3 separate regions of the Zea mays genome follow, and all the other regions are linked to region 1. Evidence: chromatin contacts called from public Hi-C data. All regions are on one chromosome and are shown on one strand. The core of a region is the stretch at or near the end of the contact, and the rest is flanking DNA. Distances in the headings are between cores, read along the strand shown.

The links. Hi-C and Micro-C count contacts between places; a contact is called where the count stands out from the background.
Region 2: a Hi-C map of ear shows a contact between it and region 1, with 3 times the contacts expected there. The contact joins the promoter of LOC103641375 here to the promoter of LOC100280403 in region 1. A contact is called at or near these places in 6 of 25 Hi-C or Micro-C datasets (bundle sheath, ear, endosperm and 2 more).
Region 3: a contact with region 1 is called in a Hi-C map of leaf, with 6 times the contacts expected there. The contact joins the enhancer-like site here to the promoter of LOC100280403 in region 1. A contact is called at or near these places in 2 of 25 Hi-C or Micro-C datasets (bundle sheath and leaf).

The regions. Positions count from the first base shown.
Region 1 is chr10:90,213,838-90,217,658 of Zm-B73-REFERENCE-NAM-5.0, forward strand. It overlaps LOC100280403 (Phosphoglycerate mutase-like protein AT74H), which reads left to right and starts at 1,817. Exons shown (of 5, transcript NM_001153326.1): 1 at 1,817-1,879; 2 at 2,166-2,320; 3 at 3,334-3,380. LOC103641370 (a long non-coding RNA gene) reads right to left here and starts at 1,148. Exons shown (of 3, transcript XR_560276.3): 1 at 429-1,148.
Region 2 is chr10:90,492,487-90,495,963 of Zm-B73-REFERENCE-NAM-5.0, forward strand. LOC103641375 (probable GTP-binding protein OBGM, mitochondrial) reads left to right here and starts at 2,187. Exons shown (of 5, transcript NM_001351710.1): 1 at 2,187-2,495; 2 at 2,570-2,678; 3 at 2,872-2,954; 4 at 3,246-3,308; 5 at 3,392-3,477. The coding sequence starts at 2,349. LOC542143 (MAP kinase6) reads left to right here. Exons shown (of 10, transcript NM_001111768.2): 10 at 1-531.
Region 3 is chr10:89,769,695-89,773,026 of Zm-B73-REFERENCE-NAM-5.0, forward strand. No RefSeq gene overlaps it. Among protein-coding and RNA genes, the nearest start is that of LOC100193483, 140 kb to the left of the region's middle. Within about 2 kb of position 1,892, at least 3 of the 20 cell types and tissues checked have an H3K27ac peak or open chromatin away from gene starts, as enhancers often do. A contact at or near this core is called in bundle sheath and leaf, where this site is marked.

The DNA of each region.
Region 1 (3,821 bases), core at 567-3,066:
AGTTGTGTCCTAGGAGTTTTACTGTTACTGCCCTTTTTGTAAGAGATGTAAATTTCTCCAGAATCACACTTTGTCCAAGCTAATCAATTATTGAATACTATGCTAATCAATTATTGAATACTATGCTGATTTCATAATATATGCCTGAATGAAACATCAAAAGGAATGCTAATTTAACGTGTTTGGTGTTTGCACAGTGCACACGATTTAAAAAGTGCCCAATGCAAATACGTGAGTAAGTGAGTAACATGGGAGCGAACTTTTTTTCCTCGAATAAAAAAAACATGGCAGTGAACTCGGTGACTGGGTTGAGCTAATTTCCATATGAGTCCACTAGACTCAGTCATACAGTAAATCACAATTTCCCCATTCAGCTTGCATACCGACCAGCGTTACTTCACGTACTGAATAACGAGAAACCCACCGACCTCATTGTCGGAAACCGGCTACGCATCGTCGATGATCTCCATGCCGCAGATGTCACACCCTCTCCCGTCCTGCACAAACAAATGGAGGGCAGGGGACTAGGGTTTAGGGGTCTGGTGAGCAATGGCGGGATAGCTTGCCTTGAGGTAGGCGCGGGCTAGGGGTAGGGAGGCGAAGTGGCGGAGGCGCGAGGTGGTGCCGTGGCTGCCGGAGGCGCTGACGTCGCGGCGGCCGACGTCGACGACAACCACCTCCACGACGCCGAACGCCGCCTCAGCGTCCCCACGTTGCGGACCACCGCGACGCTCTCGGCTCTACACCGCCGCCGCCGCCGCGTCTGTGTCAGTGACCAGATGTGTCACGTCAGGACACTGACAAAGAAGACTGGTTGAGCACAGCAATGCGGTTCGCGAGGTATCGCTCTGAATCCCTGGTGGCGAGGTCGTTGGGAGGCGCCGAGGCGGGGTTCTCTCTGATCTGCGGGAATCACTCTCACTAGCGAAAATCCGTCACTGACAAAGTAGCTGGCATTGCATTTTGTATGCCATTTCACCTCCTATTGACAAATAGTTAATTTTGCCGACTGAGAAATAGCTTTGGCTGTTGTGGAATTCGACGATGATCAATCTAAAAAGCTGCCTCCTAATGCAATTGAGAACTTGCAAAGCGAGAACGAATGTGTTCAGTCATCCAGTACACCTTCCACGGTTCTACCGGTCAGGATTTATGACCATGCTATACCTCTCTCTCTCTGTATATAACTTATTCGTTGTGGCTTGATGTGGTTTTAATACAACTACGACTATGGCTGAAAATAATACTTTGACTCGGGTAATTGTCAACCACTATGTAGACATGTATAAGATTAACTCTAACAAGTAACTCCAAAGGGTTCTGTACTCTTAATTTAAAGGATATGGTTGTTCTCTACGTACCCAACAACGTTCTCTAAACGGTCCTCTAAATTTAGAGAATACTGCTGTATCCTCTATATATAGAGTTTTTATCTCCTCTGCTCTATCCATTTTCATACTTTAAACAATAGATTTAGTCAAACTAAAATATGTACATTTGAGAGTGATAAATACGTATGCACAAAAATTAAAAGTAAAATATATCTATAATATCGTTATTTATGTATAAAGTGTGAGATATAGAGGATGTTACTGAAGATGAAGATATGGAGGAGAGAATCTTTAAGAAGAGACGGTAAATGAATGATATAGAGGATGAACACGAGTACCTTGAAAACAATCGTTTGTTGGGCGTGGACCTCTACGTGTGCATCTCACGTTTCTGGCGGGATCTTCTCCTCCTACGCCAGTACCAGTACACACGACCACCCCAAAATTAGATTCAAAATCTCTCTCTTCCTGCCATTCTGGGTCCTCAGAAACGGGCGCGTCTCCTCCCCTCTCGCACCTGCTCCTCCCGTGACAGCGACGGCGACGAGGTACGTGTGGATTCCCCATCCCCAGGAGATGAACTTTCCCCTACCCTTACTTGCTTTGCAAGCTTCGACTGCTCCTCTTAATCGCGCCGATCCGCGCTGCATTCGCGGCGCTCGGTTGGTTAGTTTCGCTGGACATCAAATCGCTGGCGGGAATTGGGGTCAGGGGGAGCGAATTCAGATGGGACGCGTTATTTATTTGGCTTGCTGTGTCCCTCGACCGATTGAAGCGTATTATTGGGTTCGATTGTGAGTTTACCGCGCGAAATGGGGGCTTCGTTGGACGCAGGCATTCGGAAAATTGGCGTTCCTGGAGCAATCCGATTGCGAGCACTCTGGGAAGCATCGACGATCGGGAATTATTGAACTGCCACTACGTTGTGACATACATACAAGAGGGTTATGGAGTGTTACCTGACAGATATCTAGCTTTATGTCCCGGAGGTCTACCATGTACCCTTTTTTTAATAAGTTAAGTGATGAATTAGTATAGGGAGACACACGCTTTTCATCGATTTGAACAAGCCTTATGGCAAAATACCAAAAAAATGTTATATAGATTTTGGATTGGACTCATTAAAGACACATACAACAATGTTGTGACTAGTGTTCAAACAAGTGATAGAAACACAAATAACTTCTTAATTAGAATAGGGTTACGTCAAAGATCAGCTTTGAGTCCTTTTTTTTTGGTCTTGGTAATGGTCTAATGGATGAGGTCATTTCTTGGTATATGCTTTTTACATACGATATAGTGCTAGTTAATGAAAGCCGTGCAGAGTAAATATGAAACTAGAGTTATGGCGGGAGACTACAGTCCAAAGGTTTTAGACTCAATAAAACTAAAACCGAGTATATAAGATGTGATTTTAACACTACTATACATGAGGAACTAGATGTTAATTTGGAAGGTCAAAACCGACTCCAGTGTACAAATGATTTCCCCCCATATCCAATTTTATTTGAATTTTTATGATTAGAGCTGTTGCTTCTCCTATGATTCCTTGCTTGTTGGTGCCATCAAATATTACAGCATGTCATGACAAGCAAGTTAAATACATTAAAACAATTGTATTCTATCCATGACACGCCAAAAAACACCTTCTTGTTAGATTTATCATGCAGAAGCTAAATCTGAAACTCCTAAGTTAGACAACTATAAAAATACATTTATGTGTATCATAAATAGAAAATTTTCTTTCCCTTTTTATTTTATTTTACAGGTTGGGCATTTAGAAACTAAAAACTCTGAGTGCCAGTTTAGATTATCTGCCACTTAAAAGAGTTCTATGTGTACTCTGAATCTGCAAACTGTGATCAGCTAGTCTGATTTAAATTAATCTCTATGTCAGGGTCACTGAGATACTAATGACAGCTATTAACAGTGTGACACTCTAGAACTCAGTTAGAATTTCTAGCTAGAAATGTTGTAACCAGGAAGAAACTCAATGGTGCAGGGTTCAAGGGATGACTAGGGGCGCAGGTCTATGGAGGTAACTTCAAGGTGAGAACCACTCAGGCCTTGTTTAGTTATTCCTATACCTCATGGATTAGAAAAAAAATATAAAAGATTTTGATTAGATATAGATCTAAACCCACTCAATCTCCTCCAATCCATATGGATGAAGAGGGAACCGAACGGGCCCTAAGGGGAGATTTTTAGTCCAGGAAGTGTTCCAGCATATGGGATTTAATGAAACTACACCACATATCTGCTGCATTTAATCTGTGATGAATACACATGGAAATATGAATTATTAACACAGATGCTCGTGAAATCGACAGAAAAGTTCAGCACATAACTGAGAAAACCAGCAGAGGAAGGGAACATTGGTAGAATACTTCAGACCATTTCCCCTTTCCTGTTCTACTTTTTTTCCCCATTACCTTGCAACTGCATCAGTGGCAATCAATAATATGCAGTATTTGAACACAGAACCAGCCA
Region 2 (3,477 bases), core at 937-3,436, 280 kb after region 1:
CACCAGAAAGCCATTCCAAACCGTTTCTTAACATGTTATCAGTATCGATTACTTCTGCTGAGTGCTACATTATTCTGACAAATCCAGAAATGTAGTTCTGTACAGATTTGTGTTCTTTTTCCGGATACCTGAATACCGAAAGACTGTACAACTGTAGTTTCTGATTCCTACTCCTTGTCGCTATTCAATCGCTAAAGGATCTGTCCCTGGTGGAGAAGAACCGGCAGATTCAATGCAATGTTCTTGACTGACGTCATGGATTTTGTTCTTCAACCTGGTAGCTCTGAAGACGAATTGAATAGCTGCTAGTTTCTGCTAATCATCTACAGTCAGGTGCAGAGTGTTCTGGGAGCTAGTTCTGAATATCACTGTCACGCTGTAATCTGCACGTTTCTGAGCTCCTAACTTCTAAGCATGCCACTACCGTATCCCTTTGTAATTTAATCAGCTGTACCATCCAGTACTCTGTTTACATTTGTAGAAACGCTCTGCAAAGAAGCTATTATGTGGGAGTTTCTTTGCTATTATTATAAATGTTCTGTTGTTATAAATGTTAAGTTTTTGTTTATTATAAACGTTATGTCGTTATAAGTAGTTTCTTTGCAAAGTGTTATTAACGGCCGGAAATGATATCATCTATACCAAAACAAATGCGATTGTCTGTCACTTGTAAATTTACCCAGTTTTATAATTGATCTACTTATTGGTGACTAATAAAATATTAATAGATATTTGAAATTCAAATTTTAAATATGATATTTTTTGAGATGATATTGTCTTAACGAAAACAATAGTTATGAGGTCCCGTCACGGGTTTAGGGTTTAGTTTAGGGTTTAGAGCTTACTGCTGAGGGAAGGGAGCCCGTCCTTCAGTGGCGGAGGGGCCTAGTGTGGCCCAAGCCATACCTTGGCATGATCCAAGCCACTTTGGTATTGCCTCTGCCTGCGGCCTGTTTGCAATTTTTTTTGCTTCACCTAGAGATGGCAATGGGTAAATACCCACCGGGTATTACTACCCCATACCCATACCCACGACACAAAAATAACCCCACCAGGTCACCCATATACACTGGCGGGTATGGATTTACCCCCATACCCATACCCATGCGGGTATGGGTCACCCATCGGGCCACCCATACCCACAAAAATTAAACAACTATCAAAATATTATACTATATAAATGTCAAGTATATCCATATAAATACCATTACAAAATTTTCTAGCTTCATTTAACCATCCATTCAACATATCAAAGATAATTGGATAAAGTAGTAACACTATGATAGTACTACATAGCACATTACATGTTCCATTACATGGTCATTAAATTGTTGTTAAATAGTAAAAAAGTTGGATGACTAAAGTCCAAGTTCATGCTTCGGATAAGTTTATATTGGGTATTTTATACCCACGGGTTAACGGGTATGGGTGAAGGCAGAACGTTCAAATACCCATTTACCCATTGGGTGAAGATTTTTGCCCAATAACAGACCCACGGGTAGAATATTTAGCCCACATACATACCCTAATGGAGTAAATACCCATCGGGTATCGGGTCGCGGGTACCCATTGCCATCTCTAGCTTCACCGTCGCACACAAAACATGACACCTGCTTCTCAGCCTACCGACGTTCCCCTCTATGGAGTTGCGCGATGCTCATCCTTATCTTTCACAGACTGCTCGTGCTCTTCCCTGGCATGTGCTTATTTGTATGCCGTTGCTTGTGCTAGGCAGCTAGGCCTATGTTCATAGCTACGTTATGTACGGTACTACAGACTTCAGTACTACTAGACCTGTTTGCAAGTAGTTGACCCATAACAGCTTAGATTTGTATCTTTTCTTGTGCATGCAGAAACGGGACACCTGATTTTGATCATGGATTACTTTGGAAGGCACGGGTTCAAAAATGAAAACAAAGTATGTGCAGATTTTTGTATGACTGTTGTAAACAATATATATTATATCAATATTAAAATGTGAATTATAATCATACAAGTTGATTAAGTATTTGTGTTGCATAGGTTTAAATTTATTATTTGATTGTATGAGCAATAATAAATTCAACTTATTTTGTTAAGTTAAATCATTGTTTTATTTTAAATTATTTGTTGTCAACTAAAACTTATACACGCATACATGGATTTCAGGATTTGACCATATAAATACATAGTTATAAACAAAATCTGCCATACCTCGAATTTTGTGTGTCCTCACCAGCTGCCGTCGTTCCTTGTCTCCCACCCGAGGTCAGCCGCCGCCGCCGTAGGTCGAGATCCACGAGGCGCCGGGATCATTCTCCATTCTTGGACCTTCGCCTCCACTCCCTTGTTGATCCAGTGGAGTGGATATGTGGCGGTGGCAGCAGACTCTCCTCCGCCGGCTCCCGCCGCCGAGGGCGGTGGCGCAGGCTCCGGCGTCCTGGGCGGCCGACCGTCTGGTATGCTACTACGGGTCTACGCCGGAGGGGAGGGAGGGAAAGGCGGCGCCTTTGCAGGTCTCCTACTTCCATATCCCCGTTTCCCTGAGTCTATTTTCTCCTCCGTCTGATTACTGATGGGTCTGGTGCAGGCGCGGGGCATGGTCGACAGGTTCCGGATGCGCGCCAAGGGCGGCGACGGCGGCAATGGCTGCGTCAGCCTCCGGCGCTCTAGGTCCAACCGCCACGGCATGCCTGACGGTGAGAGACCCCACCCTCTTGTGCTGCCCTTGCCTTTTCATACTAATACTAATATACTCCCTCCGTTTCTTTTTATTTGTCGCTGGATAGTGTAAAATTGCACTATCCAGCGACAAATAAAAAGAAACGGAGGGAGTATATATTTTCATTGTTTGGACTGATCCATCCTTATAATGAATTTTAAAATGTACAGGTGGTAATGGAGGGAAGGGTGGTGATGTAATTCTTGAGTGCTCACGGTCTATCTGGGATTTCAGTGGCTTGCAGCATCACATGGTATGTCTTCAAAAACATCATATGATTTTGCTTGAGCTAGATATGGTTGCTGCACTGATTGTTGTGCTTGATGTAAGATCTTATTCCATAAATTACAGCATCCTAATTGAAAGCTAGTTTTGTGAATGTATTGGTATAAGAAAGGTCACTTAACCCTGAATTTTATTTATATGTCTATCGACATAAAGTGTGAATCTAGACACTGCGGTGTAGCTCGGTTTGATGTGGATCATTCGAACTCTGGGGAAATCATTGATACCTGGCTTTAGCTTGTTTAATTTTGGTTTTCAGAGAGGAGGCCGAGGTGGCAATGGAGTTTCTAAGAATCAGATAGGAACAAGAGGTTCTGACAAGGTTACCACGAGTATATGCATATATATGTCATAACTTTTTTTTTGTTTATGTTATATATCCCCTTCTCTACTTATATGTTACAGATTGCACAAGTACCTGTAGGCACAGTGATTCATCTTGTCGAAGGGGAGCAACCTTCTCTCACAGTAAATAAACCGACCAGAGCTCT
Region 3 (3,332 bases), core at 642-3,141, 440 kb before region 1:
GCATCATGGACCGTCAATTCTCTACTATATTAAAGCATTAGTTTGAACGGTCGTACTGCATCATTTTTTAAAAAAAAACCCTTATATTTCTTTAAAATCAGCCTACGGTCTAAGATCGTATCCCATCCTCTACCTTATTTGTTTGCACATCAGCATTCTTGTAGCTGTCGCTCTAGCAACAAATCTCATCCATTTCGCAACAACATTCGCCCACTTCTTCCGCTGTTGCACCGCCACCGGCGAGGAAGATTAGGGCGCTCGCCTCCAGATAAAAATGCTCACTAGGTGATAAAAGTTGCATCGAGTCTAGCCAACTCTAAACCTCCTCGTCGCCCCCAGGGACCGGGAGTCCGTCGCCTAGCTCACTCGTCTTCCGCTCCGGCGCGAGCTCCGCTCCTCTCATTCAACATAGGGTGTAGTTCGTGCATTCCACACATCACCAAATGCAGCAAGGTCTTATACAGATTTCTAGCCATTTAATTGTGGAACATTGCTAGAGCATAACTATGAAAAAGTTTTGTTCAGGCCGAATTCATTTCACATTGAATTTTAAGTGAAACCAACTACACAATTGGAAATAAGTACAAGGCTCTGTAAAAGCAGAAAATATTTTTATTGTTTGATATGATACTCTAAAGACAAGAGCAAGTATGTATTTCAGTAATCATGTTAAGCGTTAGATCAAGTGTAATATTTGTTTCACCGGTTCAATATCTGGTATATGAATAATATGTTCACTTTGACATTAAATTCATTTATTATGTGTATTTTTATGTGGAAGGTCCATTAAGACTCTCAAGTGTCGCTTGGTCACCCAATTAATATCATCAAATATGGTTGGATACCGTCACAATGCACGGGTATTATACTAGTATTATTTATTCCTCTCTTATGATCTTATAATATCAATACAACATTGGGTTTGCAGGGCCTCTCAAAGTAAAACAGAAGCCCATTAGGACTCCAAATATAATCCAGTATCTTATTAAGTGGAGAGTGGTCTGCTGTTATTATTAACAGCTGGATATTTTTTTCTCAAAATTGTTCCCAACCTTTTTATTTGTTATTATTATTATTGTAACATCAGCAAGGTGAAGGAGCTCGATCTACTCTAGTTGGAGATTGGTCTATCGTACGTATAATCCTCTTTATGACTAGTTTGGGAACTCCATTTTTCCAATGGATGTCTATTTTCCTAAGGGAAAATTAACTAATTTTCCTTGGGAAAATGAGGTTTCCAAACTAGCCATTAGATTTTGGTATTTGGCAGGTTTATCGGTCGACAAAGTAGTTGATTGGCTCTTCCTTTAATTTGGTATGGTCGATATCATATTATTCGACAAACGGAGGTCTCTAGGTGGCAGAGGCTTCATTATTTATGCCTTTATTTTCACGTTTACGCCTTTCTCTATGTCTGCATATGAGTGAATGTGTTCAAGTGTATATGTGTAGATTGCCTACTTTCTCTTAACAACTTAAGTTTTTAGATTGAACCGATTAGTGCGCCATTTTATGGTTTGCACCGAGCTCAAAAACCAAGAATGTGACGTGGGCAGGGTTGAACCCTGTACACACTCAGCTCAAATCAAGCAGTACCACTACAACGCATGGCTATCTGTATTATATGAAGCTAATCTGATTGGGAAAATTAAATGTGAGGCACTCTTTTGAATGTTCTTAAAAGAAATCTGATTGGGAAAAGCTTCAACATATACAATCAGACTCATAGTGAGTTTCTACCTGAAAAAAATCATTGAAAAATTACTTGAAACCCGTTTAAAATAAAAAGAAAGACATGCAGACAAATTGAAATGTCACGTTGCATTTGACATGGACGCGGCAGAACATTTTTGGGCCAATTGCATTTTGGGGACCGGACTCATTTTGGATCACACATTATGGGAACGGGCCGGGCCGTACATCGTTTTGGATTACATCGTGGGACAAAATGAAGCACAGGAAATTCTGTACGGAAAAGGGGGAGGGGCTGTGAAACACAACCATGACTCAAAGTACAAGGTATCTCTACTACTCTATAAGGACGCAGTGTGGGCGTCCATAGTAGCGTCACCATGCCCCCGCCCCGCGAGTCGTCCCTGTCCCACCGCCTCGCGTCCTGCTGTCGCGCTGATGCCTCCCCACCGAAATCTATACGCCTTGCGTCTCGCTATATGCGCCCCCGCCCCGACGGCCCCCTCTGCGCCATCCTCGCCTGCAAGCCCTCGCGATTCCAGCATTGTCGTCGCGATGCCCGCGCACGCGCACCCCCTCCCCTCGGCGCCCCTCGCTTCCCCCAGCCATGCAATGCTCGCCTCAGCCTTCGCCTTGACAGAGGACGCACGACCGTTGTGCCCGCCCTGCTCGCGATGACCCATCCTCCCCCCGATTATCGTCGTCGCACCCACCTCCGCTCGCGATGCCCCCTGCCACCCGCCGCACCCACCTCCGCTACTCTATAAGGACGCAGTGTGGGCGTCCACAGTAGCGTCACCATGCCCCCGCCCCACGAGTCGTCCCTGTCCCACCGCCTCGCGTCCCGCTATTGCGCTGATGCCTCCCCACCAAAATCTATACGCCTTGCGTCCCGCTATATGCGCCCCCGCCCCGACGGCCCCCTCCGCGCCATCCTCGCCTGTAAGCCCTCGCGATTCCAGCGCCGTTGTCGCAATGCCCACGCACCCCCTCCCCTCAGCGCCCCTCGCTTCCACCCGCCCCAACGCCCCCACCCCTGTCTTCCCCCAGCCGCGCAATGCTCGCCTTAGCCTTCGCCTTGACAGAGGACGCACGGCCGCCCTGCTAGCGGTGACCCCTTCCCTCCCCCTGATAGTCGTCGCCGCACCCACCTCCGCTCGCGATGCCCCCTGCCACCCGCCACACCCACCTCCGCTACTCTATAAGGACACAGTGTGGGAGTCCAGAGTAGCGTCACCATGCCCTCGCGCGCCCCACGAGTTGTCCCTGTCCCACCGCCTCGTGTCCTGCTATCGCGCTGATGCCTCCCCACCAATATCTATACGCCTCGCTTCCCGCTATATGCGCCCCCGCCCCGACGGCCCCCTCCGCGCCATCCTCGCCTGCAAGCCCTCGCGATTCCAGCGTCGTCGTCGCGATGCCCGCACACGTGCACCCCCTCCCCTCGGTGTCCCTCGCTTCCACCCACCCCGACGCCCCCGCCCCCGTCTTCCCCAGCCATGCAATGCTCGCCTCAGCCTTCGCCTCGATAGAGGACACACGGCCGCTGCGCCCGCCCTGCTCGCGGTGACCCCCCTCCCTTCCCCCGATAGTTGTCGCCACACCCACCTCCGCTCGCGATGCCCCTGCCACCCATCAAC